Linked DNA regions of Sus scrofa: region 1 is linked to region 2. A link is a contact called in public promoter capture Hi-C data. All regions are on one chromosome and are shown on one strand. Each heading gives the region's core, a stretch centred on a gene start, on an enhancer-like site or on the middle of the called end of the contact. The rest is flanking DNA. Distances are from core to core; before and after follow the strand shown. Region 1 holds the start of SLCO1A2 (solute carrier organic anion transporter family member 1A2). Region 2 holds the start of PYROXD1 (pyridine nucleotide-disulfide oxidoreductase domain-containing protein 1).

Evidence for each region. Promoter capture Hi-C pulls out the DNA fragments that hold promoters and counts their contacts.
Region 1: a promoter capture Hi-C map of liver shows a contact between it and region 2, with 6 times the contacts expected there. The contact joins the promoter of SLCO1A2 here to the promoter of PYROXD1 in region 2. A contact is called at or near these places in 1 of 5 promoter capture datasets (liver) and 7 of 47 Hi-C or Micro-C datasets (fibroblasts, liver and skeletal muscle).

The regions. Positions count from the first base shown.
Region 1 is chr5:52,078,995-52,083,833 of Sscrofa11.1, forward strand. SLCO1A2 (solute carrier organic anion transporter family member 1A2) reads left to right here and starts at 2,390. Exons shown (of 14, transcript NM_001256595.1): 1 at 2,390-2,478. The coding sequence starts at 2,419.
Region 2 is chr5:52,019,567-52,024,683 of Sscrofa11.1, forward strand. It overlaps PYROXD1 (pyridine nucleotide-disulfide oxidoreductase domain-containing protein 1), which reads right to left and starts at 1,278. Exons shown (of 12, transcript XM_021092253.1): 1 at 1,058-1,278. The coding sequence starts at 1,141. It also overlaps a transcript of SLCO1A2 not described here.

The sequences.
Region 1 (4,839 bases), core at 1,140-3,639, 61 kb after region 2:
CTATATGGGAAAAATAGCCACTAAGAAGAGTGGAGACAACTTGATACCAAGAAGAATAAGTTCTCTCCCTGTCTTGTCTGTTTGGGTGGCTCTATAGCGCTCTAATATATCGAAATATAAACAAGGAGGAATAAAAGGAAAAAAAGTAGGGAAGATTGGGTTCTAAATGTATGAACATGAAGGAATGACAGTTGAGAAGTTTATGATAAAAGCAGATGTATTACAGATGAAAATCAAAGAAGAGCAGTTCCCACTCTTTTGAAAAATTATCCCATTCTATGGGTTTTTCTAAAATTAGTGTCATATAGTTGCACTATAGTTAAGATGACTTGGAATTTTACCACAGGGATTTCAGCATGAGTTCATTTGTACTGTCATTTAGAAAGGCCAAATGTGGTTTCTAATAATTTTCACCCATGACCTATGGATTTTTTTTTACCACTTACTTTCCAAACAATTTGTGTTTGATCATATGCTGTCTAGTTCTATTCCAATGTTTTATTTGTTTGTTTTGTTTTTTTCTTTTTAGGGCTGTACACATGACACATGGAAGTTCCTAGGCTAAGGGTTGAATTGAAGTTGCAGCTGCTGGCCTATACCACAGCCACAGCAACGCAGGATCTGAGCCACGTCTGCAAATTATACCACAGCTGATGGCAAAGCTGGATCCTTAACCCACTGAGCAAGATCAGGGATCAAACCCGCATCCTCATGGATACTAGTCGGGTTTGTTTCTCCTGCACCACAATGGGAACTCCTCCAATGTGTTTTACTGAAAAGTTTTACCTTTCCCAATAAAAGCATCGATTCCTTGGGCTCTGGGTCCAAGTACCTTCCACAAAACCTTATACATCTTTAACTAGTTTATATTGTCTTTAGGACAATTTGTCTGTCTTGCTCACTGCTGAAATCTTGTGCTTAGCACAATGACTTTTGATAGATATTTATTGTCTTCATGAGAGAATGAATAAAGAAAACTAAGCTCATACACAATTGTTCAGTGGCTGTTGCCTTAATCTGTGTAGGGGAGTGGGATTCAGGTTTTAAAAAATTAGTGCCATTTAGGATATTGTTAAATGGATACTGTTCAAAGGATTTTAATAAATTAAAACAGGGAATATTGTTAAGATAGCATCTGGCAACTTGAAGTAGATTTAGTAGAATAGATATTATCAGAGTGAAATATTTTGGTTTTTGGTGCTAAATATTGTCCTAGTTTCAAGATATAGAATAGACAAAATCTTTGACAATGGATTAGTAGAATTTAATAGAGTTTGTCATCTTTTTGTTTTACATATAAAACATTTTATATACAAACATGTGTGCCTATATATTATATATACACAGATACACATATATCTGTATTTATTATATTTGTATACATATGGATCTCCACTTATATGTTTGATCTAATGCTAAACCTCATATCTTAACTTGCAATTGTCAGATTTTTTTCCAGATCGTAGAATTATTTGTTATTTTTACTTAGGCTACTTCCACTATTAAAATTCCATGTCTCCCCAGGTTCTGTGAATCGGCAGTGCCCTAGAGAATGTTTCCCTTCCTGAGACTCCAGGGAAGTCTTGGAACGCAAAGAACTTGAAGAGGGCACCTGGCCAAACAGAGATTTTTGAGACTTGGTAGGCTTGCTAAAGCAGATTTTTTTTTTTTTTTTTTTTTTTCAGTACAAACACAAATCAAAGTCTGTGTGTTCCTAAAAGCAGCATCATCATGTAAGTCCAAGAAGCTCACTGGTTTTATTTGTTTTGGCTAAAGAAATGAAAAACTTTGTCTTAACCACGTGGTCATTATTTTGCAAGAGGACCATAACAAATTATTCTAATCTTTGATCTCACTAAAGAGTAACTAAAGTGATTTGATGTAACTTTTTCAATGGAAAATTAACAGCTAAATCTTCTCCAATGGCATTGTTTTCTGGATCTGAATCAGAAGCTGTTTTTTTTTTTTTTTGTCTTTTTACCTTTTCTAGGGCCGCTCCTGCGGCATATGGATGTTCCCAGGCTAGAGGTCTAATTGGAGCTGTAGCTGCCGGCCTACATCAGAGCCACAGCAACACGGGATCCGAGCCACATCTGCAACCTACACCACAGCTCACAGCAATGCCGGATCCTTAACCCACTGAGCAAAGCCAGGGATCGAACCCGCAACCTCATGTTTCCTAGTCGGATTCGTTAACCACTGAGCCACGACCAGAACTCCCTCAATCAGAAGCTTCCTAGGTATTTTCATAACACAGTGGATTCTGATTCTTTTTTTCAGTGTCAGAGTTTTCTTCTAAAGAATGACAATTTATGATTTTGTCAATAGTTTAATAGATTTTTGTCTTCTTAAAAGAATAGAACTAAGAAATATCAAGATTTAAAACATACATACCTTGGAAGACTCAGAAGGAGCAACATGGGAGAAACTGAGAAAACCATTGAAACTCATAGAATAAGATGTCTCTCCAAGTTGAAGGTATGGACTTGCTTTATGTGGATATGTGTATATGCACTGTATTTTTTAAAAAACTTAGACCTTGTAAACGTGCTTATATTTTTGTGTAGTGATCTAATATAAATGTGATAGTATCTGATATATTGATAATTTCTTGCTTTAATGAATTTGATTTGTAACTGAGAGTATGTATAAATAGGATTATTGATTCAGGCAACTTAATCAGAAGTAGTTTTGGGGATTTAAATGGAAGACAGGGTCTTAAACATCTTCAACACACATTATATTACAGTGCAATTTACTTTCTTGGATCCAAAGCCAATTTAATGCTAACCCTTCTGGGGTTTCTAAGTCAGAGGAGTTTGGAGGGTGCTTCTGGCAAATAGTTCATTGAACAGAAATACTTAGTTGATTTAAATTCAGTGATGACTTCACAATGACCCACTGAAACAAACGTTTACTTCAAGCTTTGGCAACATATCAACCATTCTCTATAAGAAGAATGACCATTTTGTTAGCTGTTTCTGATACTCTTGACTATTTCAGAGCAAATTCTTGTTGCATAGCCTCAAAGCCATTTTGCCTTCAAAAACTTTTGCATTTATTCTAAACCAAGGGATCTGGATAATTGTTTTAGTTCTATAGCTAATGCCTGCAAGTGGTTTCCAAACTGTGATACTGCTGCTAATTTTCTTCCTATCAAAAGTTGTTTTTTTCTCTTCATACTGTATAGGAAAAGATCCACTCATGTACATAAAAATGGAGAATCATGATGTAGATCTAGAAAACCACTTTTGCTTAAAATGCCATGTTAATTTTATATTTTAAAAATCTTCTTAAATTTTTCCTTAATTCTCATGTCCGTCTCCTAAGATTGAGGGTTTAAAAATAGAGATTGAAACCCAGGCTTACCTCGGTTTCTATTGAGTTCAACTGCTTACTTGCTGTGTGACCTTGGTCAGGTTGTTTAACTTCTTCGTGCTTCGGTTTTCTTCTCTAAAAAGAGTAATTATAATACTCTTACCTCATAGAATTTTTTCTTTTTACCTTCTTTGAACAATGACTAGAATATGGTAAACATTCAACAAATATTAGCAATATTATTAATAGTTTTTGTGGATAAAAGTTAAATTGGTATTATTTACAAACAATTGGTCTTTAATTTTTTATTATTTTGGAGTTTGCCAGGGATAGATATTGATGTGAATGTTACAGAAAAATATTGCAAGTACAAGTTTATCAGGTAAAAGTGAGAGACAATTGCTTAATAGCTAGCTGGGTTTTTCTGTTTCTCTGACCTTAGAAATACACTCATTAAGCAAAAATTTTTGGAAAGTATTAAAGGACTGTCTTCAACAAATTTGTTTCAAACTCTGGGGTATTATTAAAAACTGGTAATATAGCACTGAGGACTACATCTAGTCACTTATGATGGAGCATAATGGAGGATAATGTGAGAAAAAGAATGTGTATGTGTATGTGTGACTGGGTCACCTTGCTGTACAGAATGGACAGAATTAATTAACCAGCTATAATGGAAAAAATAAAAATCACTAAAATTTTTTTTAAAAAGCTGGTAGGACTAGCTTTACAAACATAGAGGTTATTTTGCATTAGACGTGAGTCGTAGTAGCCACTAGTTGCTTTCTATCTATGAAAGCAACTGGGTTAGGCAGCCCATTTGGTGTTTCAGGAAAAGAGCATTAGGATCATGATTTCTCTAGTCTCCTTTCTCAAAATGTAAGATAAAATAACTTCTCTCCAATATGATTTGTACTTTATTTGGTAGACTTTGCTTGCATTTAAATATAAAATCTGAATTATAAAGCCATGTGAAAATTGTTTACTATCAACGATGTGCTCTGCAAAGATTTACAGTGTGAGGAGAGACAGAGTTTCTACTAATGGTATTTAATATAAAAGGACAAATAGCCAGAGATATAGCTCTGCTGTCTTGTCAGCCATTTAACAATGTGAGTTTTGACTCATATTGAGCTTGATATTTAAATTTCCCAGGTATTTTTCACATATATTTCTATTTAGATTTCTCCAAACTAATTGGTGCAGATTTTTGGCTTAGGTGTATTTAATCCTATTGAATTTCATGCTCCATTCGGCTTACATTCAGCTCTGGCTACCTCTTCAATATGTTTTTGGATACTCATTCAGTCATTAATTCAATGAACTTGTACTGGGTGCCTATTACTTGTGAGGCTTTTGCTAGACACCAAAGATGCAAAGGTAAATAATACATGGCTCCTATCTTTGGAAATTGCTCACAGTGTAGTGAGGAAGGAGGTTATAAACATCCAAACACAAAAAGTGCACTGTGCTGAGGGCTGTAATAGAGGCAGATGCACAGCAGGGTAGGAAGATAAGGAG
Region 2 (5,117 bases), core at 28-2,527:
AAAAATGGCACCTAAAAGGCTTGCTGGACAGGGTTGCCACAAACCTCCAACTTGTAAACAATGCAACGTGAAGTATAATAAATCAAAGTGCAATAAAATGAGCTATGCCTGTAAGACAAAAGGACATCTACTGTGAGAAAGGATACTTCTCCCCTAATTTACTACTTACCAACTCTAAAGGCACCCCTAAGATACCAAACACACTGAGGAAATAATTTACATGTCTCTTCCACTACCCTGTGGGTCTCTAAAAAGGAGGTACCATTCTCTGTATTTATCTGATCAGCCATTAGTACAGTGACTGGATTATAGGTGTTTACTTGGTGAATAAATGAAAAATACACATCCCAAGATTAAGAGTTGAGGAAAAATACTTCAAATTCTTATGACATCAGTGACTACTTATGTTTACTTTTTACCAGCGAAATAACCCATTCTTTATTAGAATACATGTATATATGTAGTCTGACTAGTCACTGTAAATCAGAAACTTATTCCCTCGCTGTATTTAATCCCTTGCTGGCTGTTTTACAAAACATTACTATAGATGACATATCTATAGTATCTTGGGAGTGCCAAGTACAGGAAACTTACGTAAGAGATTATCACTTAGTTATCTCTTAGTTATGATGCACTACGGACCTGGAATTTAGGCGGAAGCGGAATTCAATCAGCTAATTTAAGAAAAGGGGCTGAATTTTCCGACCAAGTACTTCCTAGTTATAACCCCTCCCACCCCCTAGCCCCCCCAACCCCCGGTCTGCTCCGCTATTACTAGGACCAGAAGCGGGTTCACTCTGCTTTAGTTTCCCCGCTAATAACTTGCTCGCCACCTCTCCTTTCAGCGCCTGAAGCGAAGCTTGAGAGGTACTAAGGATGTCACCTGACGGCCACGACACACTCTACAATACTTGGGAGCCGGAATGAGTGAAGGGAGAAAAACAAAGCGGCTAGAAAGCTACCTGGAAAAAGGACTAGGAAAGGCGGCAGGAGGGAACCCCGAGCGCCACCGCCGCCGGGGTCGAGGAGAAGGGAGAAGCCTGCGCGCCTGCTTTACCTGCTCCGCACAGGTAACGCCCGCGATGCCACCGCCGACCACCACAAACTTCCCTGCTGTAGGGGGCGAGCGCGCTACCTCCATGCTCTCGGACCTCCAGCGGTTTGCAGACAACAGTGGTGGAGCCAAAAAAGTTTGGATTTCGGGAGAGGGAGCGGCGCCAGGCGACCACTTCCGTCGTTTGCCCCTGAGAGTCCGAGGTACGGGTGCCTCGGAGCTCACACTTATTCCCTTCGCGCTCCTGAGAATCCGAGGTACGGGTGCCCGGGAGCTCATACTTAGTCTCTTCGCTTATCTGCTGGGGCTGCGGTTCCTAAGCGCAGAGGCGGCTTGTTGATTGCAGGGCTTTGCGTTATTATCACCGCTGCTAAATGTCTTTTTTCCACGTAGGTTTGATATGACAAAAGCCAAAGTAAAGTAGATGGGTTGTTCAAAGAGCCTTAACAGGTTGTCTAAGACAGATCAGTGTTCTCACGGGGCAGCGCGTTCTTAGAATCAATGAACTGCTCTGAACTTCTCACTGTTGGTTCCTGCGGGAGGTTAAACATAGTTCAACTCTTAAAACTCAATGGTAGAAGGAACATCATCCTTCCCTATCCTTAACCAAGCAATCTAAGATTTTACCTTTTGGAAGCAAATTATTCATAGACACATGAATCAAGGCAAAGCAATACTATGGATTGTTCTCTAAGAAGTTGTTCCCGTTGACAATTTTGATCTCAACGATAAATTTCTGCAGTATATAGAGTTGCTCGCCACTTTGTAAAAATAAACCACCATTTCCTCCCCAGTTTCCAGTAAATAACATCTGTGAAGACTGAATTAAATATTCCCAATCTAATTTGTAAAAATTATTTTTACGATATTCAAATTATTGCAGTATTTACTATTTTACATTATTTTACTATTTTCTATTACCTTCGCTGTCTAATATAATCCTTCCCCTGGGGGTTGTATTATAATATTAAGAAGGTGCTATTTCTCTAAATGGCTCATTCCAAAACTGGGAATTATCAGTCCCCCTTTAATTCTTAAATTCTGGAAATAACCAGGCTGTATAACAGGAAAACCTAACACATCTAATTACAGATATTTACTGATATCCCTAATAATGATTGTGCTTTGATTTAATAAGTTAAATAGTAGGCAGTTAAATAAGCAACTCTAATTCCTGTTACTAGCTTAGGCAACCAAATAATGCATTTCGAGGAGGAGGAGAATGTACTTTAAACCTGTATAGATCGAGTCTTGTTTACTTCTCTTACCTCTGTTTTCACTGGATCTCATTCAACTCACTGTGCTTTAGCTAGAACCACGCTTGCAGCTTCCAGGATAGGTATGTTCTTTCTTTTCTGAGCATTTGCACATAACTCTTTCTTTAATACTCTTTCCCAATGGGTTTTCCCTAGCTAATTCCCCGCTGACCTTTGGTTCAACCATCCATGACCTCCCTTAAGAAGCTTTATCTAATTTCTTTAAGACTGAGGCAGGTATCCTCTCTGTGTTCCAATAGTCCCTTGTCATCCCCTGAATTCAGAGTTAAAACACTTTTTTTTAATCTGATGTGGGTCTGATTCCTCTCCCCCCTCCAACCACAAACTCCTTAATCTCAGGGATTATTACTTTTCCCTCTCTGTATCTTCAGACCAGTTTTTTGCTAAATATTATGGTGTATGCCTTTGGAGTCTGGAGTAGACAAGGTCAGCTTCAGAGAAGGCAGGATTTATACTGAATCTCCAAGGCTCAGTAGCCTTTGGATGGGTTCAGAGGAGCTATCTGGCCACCCAACAGGAAATATCTCAACTACCAAAAGTTTCATGGCAGAAGTGAGTACAGGAAATATAGGAGATGGCAAAAAGAAAGAGGGAAAAAAAAATAGTTGAGGAGTTTAGGAATAATCTGGAAAAATTGAAGGGAATTAAACCCTCTTTGTCTTGCTACTTCTACTTCCTTAACTTTTTTTTTTTTTTTAAATGTCATCTCTGACTTTTAAACTATTAAATGAAAACCTAGCTTCCAATTCTTTACTAAGCTGATTACAGAAATATCTAAAATAAGAGAATTTAGATTAATTTATGGAGCTGACTGAAAATTGGGAAAGAACAATGAAATTTTATGCAGTAGTTAATGATTTAGTCAAGTATGGTGCTAGCATTTCCTTAATTATGTGATCTTTAGTGAGTTACTTCCCCACCTAAGCCTTAGTTTCCTTGTTTGCAAAGTGGCTGTAAGATCTACTTTGTGGAGTTGTTTTGAGGTATAGATGAGATAAAGTATTTAAGCTTTCTAGCTGGGTGGGGTCAATGGCTAAAGTGTCTGCTCCTGGGAGGTTGAACAGTCTGTATATCTTGGAGTAAAATATTTTATGGACATTCCTTTTATTTTTTTTTAATTTTTTTTTTTAGGGCCACACCCGAGGCATATGGAGGTTCCCGGTCTAGGGGTCCAATCAGAGCTGTAGCCGCCAGCCTACACCACAGCCATGGCAACATGGGATCCAAGCCATTTCTGCAATCTACACCACAGCTCATGGCAGCGCCAGATCCTTAACCCACTGAGCTCAGGGAGGCCAGGGATTGAACCTGAGTCCTCCTGGATGCTAGTCAGGTTCATTAATTGCTGAGCCACAACAGGAACTTTATTGACATTCTTAACTGAAATGAGTGTAAAATGCTTTTCACTCTCAGATGTCTTTCATATCATTACTCTGACTCTTCGAACATGAAATTTCTGAAGCTTCCTGGATATCTTCCAAGGTTACCCAAGTCTCCTCAAATTCACCGTGAATCTAAACCAAATTTATCTTCCTCCCAAATCTCTTCTTTGTTTTTGTTTTAGTGAACAAGCTGAAGTAGGGAACAAGCAAAAGAGAAGTCTTCTTTCTCAGCACTTGCCCTGTGAACATATTTTTCTCATTCTTTAAATTAAATCTTTGCTTGGCCTCAAAGCTTCTGATCATTCTTGGGTGATTAAAAACAAAGTCCAGTGCTGCTTGTTATTAAAACTCCAGATTCTCATCCAATTACAACTTTACCTAACCGCAGGCAGTCAAGGTTGGTTTCCTTGACTTTCTCGTCCCAGCTCTTCTCCCACCTGGTAGCTGATGTTTTAAGCTGCTTTAAAATTGGAGGGTGGGCAAGGAATGAGGGAAGGAAAGATCTTACTTTACTGGTTTAGCTATGCATCAGTGGTGTGCTAGAGCCACTGTCCTATGAGAGCTGACTCTTACATTACAGGAATTGAATGAGCTGACTGCTAACTCACCCACTGTTAAATGCTAAATTATATAAGTGTATAATTAAATAAACTCTATTAAAACAAAGGTAATAAATGCTCAAAGCTCATCATTTCCTAATTATTTTACTATTACATATTTTTGAGGTTATTCACATCTCTTTTATCCACATGGTGAAAATATCGTGTAAGGCTGTACTACTGCCCATTTCTTCCCAGTGCCTCATTCGATGATGTCACATCAATTGCTTCAAACTGGCCCTAATGGGAGTTATTTACACCATGGAAAATGGCAATATATCCAAATCAGGGATTTTTTTAATGCATTGTTTGATTGTCTAGACTTAAGAAAGTCGGAGTTCCCTTCCCTGGCACAGCAGAAATGAATCCGACTAGGAATGATGAGGTTGTGGGATCGATCCCTGGCCTCGCTCAGTGGGCTAAGGATCCGGCGTTGCTGTGAGCTGTGGTGTAAGCTGGCGGCTGTAGCTCAGATTGGACCTCTAGCCTGGGAACCTCCATATACCCAGAGTGTGGCCCTAATAAGCCAAAAAAAAAAAAAAAAAAAGTGAGGGGGAAAAAGTATTAATAATGCAATTAAATGAAAATTGAGTTGTGTCTATTGGGATAGACTGTGGTATATTGTGAGTAGCACAGAAAATCAAGGAAAAATATTATTTTGGTAGTTCAAAACCTACTATTCAATTCAGCAAAGACATCATTGATGTCATAGTTAAACAAGTGGAGTTTGACCTACATCTTTGTTGTTCATTTTCATCTTACCAGTTAACTTAAATGGAAATATCGACCGACATTTAAATTACAC